2 separate regions of the Cricetulus griseus genome follow, and region 1 is linked to region 2. A link is a contact called in public Hi-C data. All regions are on one chromosome and are shown on one strand. The core of a region is the stretch at or near the end of the contact, and the rest is flanking DNA. Distances in the headings are between cores, read along the strand shown.

Region 1 (6,163 bases), core at 3,033-5,532, 130 kb before region 2:
AGTGGAATTGCTGGATCTTGTGGTAGACTGATTCCCATTTTCTTGAGGAGTCACCATACTGATTTCCAGAGTGGCTGTACAACTTGGCACTCCCACCAGCAGTGGAGAAGTGTTCCCCTTTCTCCACATCCTCTCCAGTATAAACTGTCATTGGTGTTTTTTATTTTGGCCATTCTGACAGGAATATGATGATATCTCAGAGTTGTTTTGATTTGCATTTCCCTGATGGCTAAGGATGTCGAACACTTTTAGATTCCTCTGTTGAGAATTGTCTATTTAATTCTGTACCCTATTTTTTAAATGGATTGTTTGGTATTTTGGAGACTAGCTTCTTGAGTTCTTTGTATATTTTGGAGATCAGCCCTCTGTCAGATGTGGGGTTGGTGAATATATTTTCCCAGTCTGCCAGCTGATGTTTTGTCTTGCTGACTGTGTCCTTTGCCTTACAGAAGCTTCTCAGTTTCAGGAGGTCCCATTTATCAGTTGTTGATCTCAGTGTCTGTGCTACTGGTGTAATGTTCAGGAAGCAGTTTCCCGTACCAATTAATTCAAGGGTATTTCCCACTTTGTCTTCTAATAGGTTCACTGTGTGTGGGTTTATGTTGAGGTCATTGATCCATTTTGGCTTAAGTTTTGTGCATGGCATTAGGCTTGGGTCTATCTGCAGTCTTCTACATGTCCGCATCCAGTTACGCCAGCACCATTTGTTGAAGATGTTCCCTTTGTTCCAGCATATATATGTGGGTTGTTTGTCAAAAATCAGGTGTTTGTAGGTGTGTGGGTTAATATCAGGGTTTTCAACTCTATTCCATTGGTCTACCTGTCTATTTTTGTGCCAATACCAACCTGTTTTCAGGACTATAGCTCTGTAATAGAGCTTGAAATTGGGGGTGGTGATGCCTCCAGAAGTTCCTTTATTGTACAGGGTTGTTTTGGCTATCCTGGGTCTTTTGTTTCTCCATATAAAGTTTAGAATTGTTCTTTCAAGGTCTATGAAGAATTGTGTTGGGATTTTGATGGGGATTGCATTGAATCTGCAGATTGCATTTGGCAAGATTGCCATTTTTACTATGTTGATCCTACCTATCCAAGAGCATGGAGATCTTTCCATTTTCTGGTATCTTCTTTAATTTATTTCTTTAGAGAGTCAAAATTCTTACAGTACAGATCTTTCACTTTTTTGGTTAGTGTTACCCCAATGTATTTTACATTGTTTATGGCAATTGTAAAGGGTGATGTTTCTCTGATTTCTTTCTCCACCAATGTGTCATCGGTATATAGTAGGACTACAGATTTTTTTGAGTTAATCTTGTATCCTGCCACTTTGCTGAAGGTGTTTATCAGCTGTAGGAGTTCCCTGGTAGAGTTTTTCGGGTCACTTATGTAGACTATCGTATCATCTGCAAATAGTGAGAGTTTGACTTCTTCCTTTCTGATTTGTATTCCCTTGAACTCCTTTTGTTGTCTTATTGCTCTAGATAGAACTTCAAGGACAATATTGAAGAGGTATGGAGAGAGTGGACAGCCTTTTCTTGTCCCCGATTTTAGAGGAATTGCATTGAGTTTCTCTGCATTTGGAGATTCTTAAATATGTCTTCAGCAACTACAAAACTATTTTATTATTTTGCTTCTTTTGTTTGATTTGATACTTGCCACTTTAAGTTATTTAATGTTATGGTTTCTTACTTAGATGTTATGTCTAAATCACAACCCTATTGATTTCCCGTTTAATAACTAACAAGACTAAGGTAAAAAATGACTAATAATATTCCAGTTGGGGGAGTGAAATAACACAGATGCTGTGGGCCCTATGAACTCACTTCAAGAACCATTTTAATGAACAGAAGAGCTACACCGATGAAGTTCCACCAAAATAGCTGCCTAAACATGACCTAAATAATGATGAAAACAGCAATAGACTCTATAATGTGTAAGGGGCACCCTCAGGTTTCTTCAACCCCAAACAAAGAACTGCAGGCAATTAGGGAATGCTGAGAATGGGAGACATAATCTTGCCCAAAGAAGAACATAACAATTGGTAATCCAACAGCAATGAATCAGCCCTGAAAATAAGACACAAGTAACATTATATGAACTGATACTGAGCAGGTTGTATTTTTGTATTTGAGAATACACACACAACAACAATTATAGAAAAGAGGCCATAAAATTTCAAAGAGAACCAAAGGTATGAGGTGGAAGAAAGAAAAGGAAATGATGTCATTATCTTATAATCTCAAAAAATATTAGAAATCTGTTGTATGTGAAGGAGTTGGAGGAAGAAGAGAAGAGGAGGAAGAGGAGGGAGGAGCAGCAGCAGCTAACTGACTAATGGGAAAATTCCACCAGGTGGCAGCAGAAGTTCTTTATTTTAACTCTAATGACTTCCTGTTGTTTTGTGGGTGAAAGGCAGGCTATTGGCAGATGACTGACTGCTTTATGCCAGGGCCATGACTCAGGGCCTCACACTCTTTCTTGCTGCCTCTGCAGGCCTGCCCAAAAGAGCACTTGTGTTTACAGTGTGTTTACATTACAAGTATTTTGCTGCCACAGATATACTCATAGCTTTCCCTAGAAACCTTGTCAAGAAACTTGAAAAGGAGAAGGGAAATCTCGATTTCCCTGGGCTGCTTTTCATAATGGTGCTGGTGCCTCGCAGAGACAGGGAGGTACGTTTGAAACATTCGGTTGGAGATGAGAAGAGTAAAGGAGTCATTTACTGGGGGGTCAGGGGTGCTACTCAAGCAAAGAAACCTGTAGTCCCGCCCTAGATTCAGGAAACCAGTCCTGATGCAGAGGGCTGTCAGCTTCACCCCAGAGCCCATAGTCCTAGGGGCTAGGATTCAGGTCAACCAAGCTTGCTTCAAGGGGATGTTTAACTTCACCCCAGAGGACCTGCAGCCAGTCCCTATGCAGCAAACCAGGCCCAATGCAGGAAACCAGTCCCGATGAAGAGGATCACCAACCAGCTTCATACCAGAGCCCAGGATGGGTGTCCCCAGCAGCACCACATTGTCCTTTTTCAATTCTTCTCTTTAATAACGATGATGATGATGATGATGATGATGATGATATGTGGGTTTTAATTATTAAAAGGAATCCAGCACTCCTTAATCTTTCTCACACTAAGCTTAGTCAAGTGAAAACACTCCAGTACCATGAACTACTGAGACTAGTCTCCAGCATAAGCCTGTGTGTGAGGAGGCTCCAGCACTGGCCTTTACTGTGCTTAGTGACATTCTGTAATCCTGGACAGGTCTCACCTTCTCTTCAGGCCTTATCCTGCAGTAACCTCTCTTCTACTGGTGTGTACAGCCCCAGGCTGTCTCCCAAACTGTACTAGCACAGTCTAGAGCACTTCTTCACAATGCAGTGGTGTGGAGAAGCTAGAACAGAAAACTGGAGCAGGGGCTAAGATTGATAGGGCTGGGGGAGTGCTCACTGGTTCTTGGGGCTCAGGCAGGCAGGCTCCTGAGCATAAGAGTAGCCAGACAAGAAATATAGTCCTGAGAAAAGAACCATACAGTTTAAGGATCCCTGCTTTTGCTCATATTTTGAGGGGAAGTAGGGAACACGCCACTGAAGTTCACTGCTCTTTACAGATCAATTGTCAAGAAATGCCTCAGTCTTGAGGCATTTCTTCTTCATCTGTATCTCTAGAAGGTGTTCCTCTTAGCCCATAAGTGATCTTCCATTGAGTAGTGTCCTAAGATACCTCCTCAATAGCCCTGACTCCATTCTACAGTCCTATGAAAGAGTCAGACAGAGCAAGTTTCCAAAGGTAGGACCTCTGGCCTCTTGTCACAGCCTCTCAAAAACAGAGTCTCTGTCAGTGCTAATGCAGCATGGACTGTGCTGCTGGTCAACTTTAGTACGTCAGTATATTTTACTCTCACTACTGTTCTGTGAGGTACCACTTATACACAAGTAAACAGCAGCATAGGATGGCCAAGTCACATCAACATCATCTACCTAGAAAGTGTACAGTTATAACATGAACTTGGGACTAATGTTCTGACCCAAATAAAATGTAGTATTCAGTGAGTGTGCCTTAAATTATTTATGAGGAAAGTTGCATTTTGGAAGATAACATGAGAAATAAGAAACCAAATATCCAACGACAAGTTTCTGGTCTGAAAAGTGATACAGCCTTTGGCATTCTGCTGTAGACCACAAGGTTTTGTTCTCTGGGTCTGAAGGTTGCAGTTCTGAGCACACCCCAGGGTGTGGTGCACTGCCACCTGGAACTATAGCTGTATTTTCTAAGCATTGCTTTGACCACGCCTCTGTCTTATCACTCTGACACAGATAGGCCACAGCTTGAGTCACAGTTAATACTCTGAGGCAGGTTACCACTGTGAATCACTTTGTAGAGCAAAGATGTCTTTAAAAGACATTCTTGCAACTTCATTCTACATTAATCTTTAGACCACAGTCTTTCTGGGAATCTACTAAAAATTACCTATCCTCTACACTCTCTCTCTCGCACACACACACACACACACACACACACACACACACACACACACACAGCAGAACCACAACTTTGAGAAAGTTTCTACATTCCTGGAAGCCTGTGGAGAAACTCCTGTAAGGGATTCTCTACCCTAGATGGCCACTGTTTGGTAGATTTAACTGGGAGGCACCTACAAATACCATTGTCAGCATTCCAAATGGCAAGCAAAGATGGGAAAGGATGAACTCAGACATTATTCAAAGGTATACCTTTATATCTTTATGAATACATATTGTAAAATAATTGTACTAGATTAAATAGTCCTGCCCAGTGCCTAAAGTGGAGAGGAAGATTTGGAGAGAATTTCAGCCAGACATAATGGCATTTACACAAGCAGACAAAGTCCAGTGATTCTCTCCTTCGAAAATATAGCTCTCCTGTCTAAATAGGACAAAGTTCTCTGAGGATGTTGGCTAAGGGGAACAACAGGAGAGTTCTTGGCTTGGAATCAGAAGACAACAAAGCCTTGAGTCCCATCAACATGGCCCTGCTCTCCTGACACCAGAGCCTACCTCTAGGAAGGATCAGTCTCCAGACTGACCAGAACCAGCGGTTCAGAGCCTCTTACCTTCCTGGGAAGTCTGTCAGTGCTTCATGCATCCTGGATCTAAAAGTAGTGTACAGAGCTTTGTAGTCAGGCTGGGGTTACCATCCATTCTGGCTTATTAGGCATTCTCCAGACTTTAGAGCTGAAAGTCTTACATCTCAGGAAACCCTTCAATCCTGGAAAAACCAGGAAGATGGTCACTCTGTTCAAATCCACATTCCTCATCGTACTGTCTGCCTGACTTTAAGAGTGTGCATAATCTCATGCACCTCAGTTTCTACTTTAAGTGAAGAAAATATCAACACAATTTAGAAGTTGTAAAGACTCAGTTAAAGGTGATGCATATTAGATACCCAGGACTATGAGGCCAGCCATAGTGTACTGGTGCCACTGCTGTCAAGGTAGGAAGGTTGGGCTCTCTGCTGTGGTTGCCTAAGTGCAAACAACTCCCTGCTCCCTTGCTTGCCTTCAAGCCATATTCCCTCCCAAATATGGCTTCAAGACAGACAGTTACCAGGCCCTAAATGCCAGTTAGCCATCAGAAATCAGAAGAACGTCTTCAAGATCAAATGTTACAGTTGCATTTAACTTTCCTTTTGCCGTTTTTTAACTTCTACCCTCCCTTCCAACTCTTTACACCTCATACTTCCAAACTTTCACCTGGAAATGTCTCAGAACAGGGTTATTAACTGTCACCAGGGAGTTCAATTAAAACAAACAAAAAACAGATTGTTAGTGCTTGCATCTTAATTCTGTTGTCTTGCACAACTGAAGGCTGTATCTCCCATTAAATCCACACACCAGAAACTCTGATCCCTTAATAACTGTATCAGTTCAGCTAAGCCTTAATAACTGTATCAGTTCAGCTAAGCCCGTATGCATACAATTGTAGCCATTTCAGCAAGATGGGAGTTTACTTTTCAACACAGTCTATCGCTGATGTAGCAGTTTCATGGGCATTGTAGATCTGTGTCTTCCATCTTTGTCTCCGTCCTAGAGCTGTTTTCCTTCCCTACTGTCACTTTATGATCTCAGGAGTCTGTTGGAGCTCTAAACATGACAGGTATTTTAAGGTAAGGGAAATGGATGGAGGAAATGTC
Region 2 (6,190 bases), core at 2,908-5,407:
TGATATAAAAGTTTAATTATGCCAATAGCAAACAGGCCTACTGTCCATTGTTTCCACAGTATGTATTCTTATTAGACAGTGCCAGTGCTGTGGATTTTTAAAGACCCGTTTATTTTTTTAAATGAAGTAAATATTTCTATATGGTAGAAGAAAAGTATTTTGAAGTTTTTTACCATAAAGAAATGATAAATATTTGCAGAGATAGATTTTAGCTTCATTTAAACCTTACATAATATATAAAGGTATTTTAACATCGTCCTTTACTCCATTCATATGTACAGATTTTTTACTCTTTTGTGTCAGTTAAAAATAAAGAAGTTTAAATGATTTAGTCTCATTTAAACATTACCTAATATACAAAGGTATTTTAACATTGTCCTTTACTCCATTAATATGTTCAGATTTTTTACTCTTTTGTGTCAGTTAAAAATAAAGAAGTTTAAATTTTTCTCTTCCACAGAATTCCTATCTCTCGTCAAGACCATAACACTGAATATCACAATTTTTAAAGATCTAACTTTATCTAACTGGAGCATCGGATATGAGGCTATACTCCTTCTTCTGAACTCTAAAGCCCTCCTCAACTTGGCACTGAACAGAAACTAAGCTGGAAAGATTTTAAGTCCCCACCCCCCAAAAGACCTGTCTATAATTTATAGAGAGCATAATTGCAAAATACTTTTTTAAAACTTCTAATAACCCAGTGTCTAACAAGAAGAACATAAATAAGCTACAGAAATCTGAGTAGATTGTTGGGTGACATTTACAAAAACAAATATGAAATAGAAACAGGAAGTCACAAGTTGAACAGATGTCTCAGTGGTTAAGAGTACATACTGTTCTTCCAGAGGGCCCAAATTCAGTTCCCAGCACCCACAAAAGGTAGCTCACAGCTTTTTCTAACTACCGCTTCAGAGGATCCAGTGCCCTCTTGTTAGCTTCATGGGCAACCGTTCTCACATACACATTCACCTTCACAGGTGCACATACATACACATAATTAGCAGTAAAAATAGGTGTAAGAAAATAGAAATGAGAAGTTGTAAAAATACTATAGAGATGGAAATAGAAAGACAATGCATCCAAAACTGCTGAGAGGCATGAGTAAAGGTGATCGGCAGCATGAAGTGGTTTGAAGAGTTGTATTTTAAGCAATGATATGGTGGTCATAATCTTATATGCAACATGTTAACAGTAACTTTTTAATAAAAGGAATTTGAAGATGCCAAACTTTCTGCTGCCATCTCTGAAGTAGTTTCCAAGACGCCTGCTCCCAACACGAACGCAGCAGCCCCACCACCTGACACTGAGGTAAGCAACATGTCTTCCTTGGGAAATATTCTTAAAATAGCAACGTGAAAGAAAATAAGGCACTGTCTAGCACAAATGAAAACAGGAAAAATTATTGGAAAGACTGGCAATGTCCCCTTGTATTACCGAAAGCCTTAGATTGGTGATTCTGGGAGACAAGTCCTATCTGTGAGGTGACAAGAAATGGCAGGATAATGGCTCTGAGTTTTATGGCTGTACTTTGTCATGTCCTCCCCCATCTGATATCACTTAGAGGAGCCACAAAACCAAAGACATACTCATGCTCTGCTGAGAACTCTGCTTGCTAGCCGTCTGACTATATTAGTGGATTAAAATGGAAATCAATTTGTTTATGGAATCTCTAGGTACTATTTAGGTCACTTATTTGTCTGTAGCCCCTGATATTTCCAACAAAAGACTTCCTTAACCTGGTGGTATTTTCATGAGCAAGCTGTCTAGCGGAGGCGGAAGCTTGCACTGCTCTTTGTCTCTTCCACTGTCAGCATATCCGTCCCCTGACACTGCCTATTCCTGTGACTTACTCCTAGATGTTCATACTGAAATGATGGGGTTCCTGGGTGATTTTCCTGAACAATTTGGCCAACTTGTAACTAATTGAGAATTATTTACCTTTTAGCACAGAGACAAAGACCTCAATGATGCTTTGGATGAACTCTCTGACAGTCTTGGGGAAAGACAGCCTGACCCAGATGAAAACAAACCAGTAGATGACAAAGTAAAGGTAAAAGATAATCCCCTCCCCTCCACAGAGGAGAAAGACACCCTGGCATTGTCTGGAGGTGGGGAGCATCTGGGCCACTCCATCTAGTTGTCCTGTTTTATGGGGTAGCTTGCATTTATTTTTTCTCACTAAAGATTATGTTTGGGGTACAGATGGCATTACAGAAAACATTCCTGTTTCCAGACTTAATTATAAAATGAAAGCACAGCTATGTTTGAAGTTTTTTTTTCCTCTTCCAATATTTTTTTCCTGGTCTTATTTGGGAATCAGGACCTTTACCCAAAGGCATATACTTGAGTGGCTACCCTTTGAATTCATAGTGGCAGAGCTTACACATGTAGCACAGATTTCCCCTGTACCTCTTTTGCAAGTATAACCGAATCTGCATTCAAACTGTATGTGAGAACTTTTACTCAGCAGAAGTATATCTAGAAGGACATAATGAACTAACTGCACTATATTCACTGTGTATAAACATTTATATTTACAACACAATATTTAACAAGCCATTGCAACTGACTTGATCATATATTAGAATCAAGAAATAACTGGAGTTGGGGAGATGGATCAGTGAGTAAAGTGCTTGGCACACAAGCCTAACAAGATGAGTTCAAATCCTTGGTCATGTAGTGTGAGTGTCTATAATTCCAGCTCATACACAGAGATCAGAGGCACAGACAAGAGAGCAGTTGGAAGCTTGTGGACCAGCTAGTCTGGTATGTGCATTGGCAAAGCAACAGACCCTATATGAAACAAAATGGAAATTGAGGAATGACATTCAAGGTTGTTCTCCAACCTCTATACCCATGCTGTGGCGTGCACACATGCACACACACACTCTCACACACACACACAAATCATGCACACGAGAATAATAGAAGAAATAAGAGAAGTAACTTTCTGAGCATCTGAAGCAATGTTGAAAAGATGCAGGACATTGTAATTGTCATTCTATCATCATTGTGTAACTATTGAGATTAACTTAACCTATATTTTTAAAACTAAATTGTAATGCAGCACAGAGATTAATCTGTACTCCACAGAATCTGTGATCAAGACCAGGGAACCTCATAGGGAGGGGTACCAGGATGTCCATGGCTTGCTCAGCAGCGGGTATGCTCAGGTGTCAGTGTCTTCTGTCTTGCCCCTTTGCAGTGTTTTAAAATGGAATTACAAATATTATCTCGATGTGTGCCAAGGCATGGAGACCTGGCTTTTAATATGAAAAGCAAAATCTAATCAGAAAAAAACCATTTCATTCCATTGGGCTTCTAGCTACCAATAAAGTTTCTGAGAGTAACTATTTGATCCTTTCATTTGAAAATTCAGATATGGGCTGACACATAGAAAATAGGTATTCACATTTTCAGCAGCTCTCTGCTTACCATCCATTTTGTTGCTCTGTTTCTTATGTTTTGTTTCAGGAAAATACAGTAACTGTAGTGTATTTTGTAAGTGAAGAAGGAAATGAACATCCTTTTATTTCTTCAATGTTTATAGGAAAAAGTTAAAGCAGAACATAGTGAAAAACTGGGAGAAAGAGAAGACACCATCCCACCTGACTATAGGCATCTTCTGGACGATGACGGGCAGGTAAACTAAGGCACACAGTCTATTTTAGGTCACTGCTCTAACTTGTCTGGAAGTGAATGGAAACTTCACTCTTGCAGTGCATAAAAACACATCATGACAGTACTTTTAATGTCCCCCTAGAGGTGACAAGTAGGGTTTCTACCCCTCTTCTTGAGATAGTCTTATTACTCATGTTCTGAGTCCTGCTGTAAAAACACCACTGAGTAATGCTTACTGATTCTTTATAATTATCCCAAGAAATATATAGTTAATTTTTCAAGAAGTTTCTAAAAAATGACTGAAGCAATGAGATGTCACAGTAAGCAGTCTGTGTGTAAAGAGACCAGATGAGGTGCAGTGGTGGAAAAAACTGAGAGGGCAAATAAACAAGACTGCCCATCTCCCTTCTCCCACAATAATGCAGTGCCTGGGGACAGATAAAACCTCTCTGTAGTCACCCATCTGTTTCCCCATTACACAGTCCCTAAATTTTTGTTTCCTTAAGCCACAATGATTGCCTCCCCCTTTCTGTTTGGGGATGGATGAGTCATCCTTCCCAAGCCTGTTATCAATGGAGCAAGAAGTCCAAGTTCCATCTGTATACTCTGAAGCCTTCAGTGGGGAAGCCCCTCCCCGACCAAAGTCTCAGTGCCTGCTGGAATAGGAGCTGTTCATTTTACTTACATTAAGTATTCCTGGCAATTCTGTATCCTGCTATTATTCACCATCCCTCATGTTGATATTGCCACATCATCTTGCTTGCCATCATTGGAGGTGTTTCATTTAGCCCTTGCCTTAAGATGGATAAAAGCCCTATAAGTTAGTGGTACATGTAATTCCTGTCTGAAGATAATCTTTGGAGTTGGCTTATACATATATGTGGTTAAACAAACATCTACCTTGTTTTTAAGGGTAAACCAGAGAAGCCACCTACAAAGAAATCAAAGGTAAATACCATAATGTATACTTCCATTGTTCTTAGTATAGATGTAGCCTTCTTTTAAACTTTAAAGAACTAAAATTTGTCAGATATTTTTGTTCTGTGCCAATGTGTGCAGATATGCAATTATATTACTAACTCTAATTTATTTCTCACAAGAGCCTTTTAAAAACATTACCAGATTTCTGAGTGAGAAAACGTTTAGTAAAGAGTGTAAGATTAACCAAGCATGGTGATGCATGCCTTTAACCCCAACTTTTTTAAGGGAAACAGAAAAATAAGAAGTTCACAGTTACGTAGTGAATTTGAGATTGGTTTAGGCTACATGAGACTGTCCCCTAACCCCCAAAATGAAAGAATATAAGAAAATGAAAATGCTCAGGTTTTCCTGCCTTATGTATCCTTTACATAGTATAGTCTTTTTAGGAAAACAAATGCCAGTGAGCGTTTCTTGTTAAGCATATCTTACTGTTAATTGTGTGAGATGGTTATCTCCATGTGTTTCTGCTAACATCATAGAAGCCTGATCATGACCAGGACCCCATTGATGCCCTCTCACAAGATTTGGACAGCTGCCCCTCAACTACAGAGAACTCACAGCATACAGGAAAGGTACTATGCTTTTTCATACTGATTTCTTTGAACTACACATGAGCATGTATATACACATCTACGCAATTTTCACAGTGTAGAATGAATAGAATAATGTTATAGAAGAGTTACAATTCTACTGCCTACAGCACTGTTATTTGGTATATTTCCTTGCCTTTGTCAGTAAACATTTTTACAAAATTGATAGCATTTCCTATAGGTTCTGCATGTGGCCTGTAACCTCCAAAGACAACATTTTTGTTCGTCACATGGTTTTGTGAGTGACAATAAGTCTGTGCTCATTTCTTATGACAGTCTTTGACCGCCTAATCCTTCTTCTGCTCATTTGTTCTCTGGAGTTTCCTCCTGTCCCATCCTGGTGCAGCTGTCTGACTCAGACTCTGCAGGACCACTTCTGGTCTTTGTGCCCTCTCAGGCTATCCCAGCAGCCTTTGCACACTCTCTCCTTGCATATGGTCACCTAGCACCAGCTACCTCTTTCCCCTTGAGCTGGGCACTGCATACAGTAGTTGTGTTGTGCCAGGTTCGTAGAGCCTAGAGACTAACCCAAGGAGTTGACACTCTGATGCAAAAGCAAAAGGTTTCATTTTATTTCAAGCTGGCCAGCTAGGATCTCACTGCATGGCAAATGAGATGCCAACCAGCCAAAAAGAGAAGCTTTTAAAAGGGCAGATCATAAGGTTGAAGGCTACAAATTTCAGAGTTTCCATGGTTACTTAAGGTCATACAAAATACAGAGTAAAGCAGTAGCTATATATTTTAAGTGAGATACATTCAGGCATGGGCTTGCAGGGTTACAGGGTTACAGGGTCTGTCAGTTATTCCTTGGGCTGGGAGGATCTTTAAGACCAGCAATTAGCAAAGGAATGTTAACAGGAGTGGTGGACAGTTGCTTCCCCTTGTCTGAGAGCAGGGGATTAGGCACCAGCCATGGCACTCCTGATTTAAGGAGTTAAATTTTCCTTTACCATTAGAAGTTCCCTTTTCAGGGCCTAAGTTTTTAAACTTTTATT

Evidence for each region. A called contact is a pair of places that touch in the nucleus more often than the background predicts.
Region 1: a Hi-C map of the CHO-K1 cell line shows a contact between it and region 2, with 2.6 times the contacts expected there. The contact joins two enhancer-like sites. A contact is called at or near these places in 2 of 8 Hi-C or Micro-C datasets (both in the CHO-K1 cell line).

What each region holds. Positions count from the first base shown.
Region 1 is chr2:296,207,165-296,213,327 of CriGri-PICRH-1.0, reverse strand. No RefSeq gene overlaps it. Among named protein-coding and RNA genes, the nearest start is that of Cast, 40 kb to the right of the region's middle. Within about 2 kb of position 4,282, at least 3 of the 6 cell types and tissues checked have open chromatin away from gene starts, as enhancers often do. A contact at or near this core is called in the CHO-K1 cell line, where this site is marked.
Region 2 is chr2:296,079,133-296,085,322 of CriGri-PICRH-1.0, reverse strand. Cast (calpastatin) reads left to right here. Exons shown (of 31, transcript XM_035440460.1): 24 at 1,213-1,311; 25 at 1,949-2,053; 26 at 3,554-3,646; 27 at 4,537-4,572; 28 at 5,085-5,177. Among named protein-coding and RNA genes, the nearest start is that of Erap1, 46 kb to the right of the region's middle. Within about 2 kb of position 4,157, at least 1 of the 6 cell types and tissues checked has open chromatin away from gene starts, as enhancers often do. A contact at or near this core is called in the CHO-K1 cell line, where this site is marked.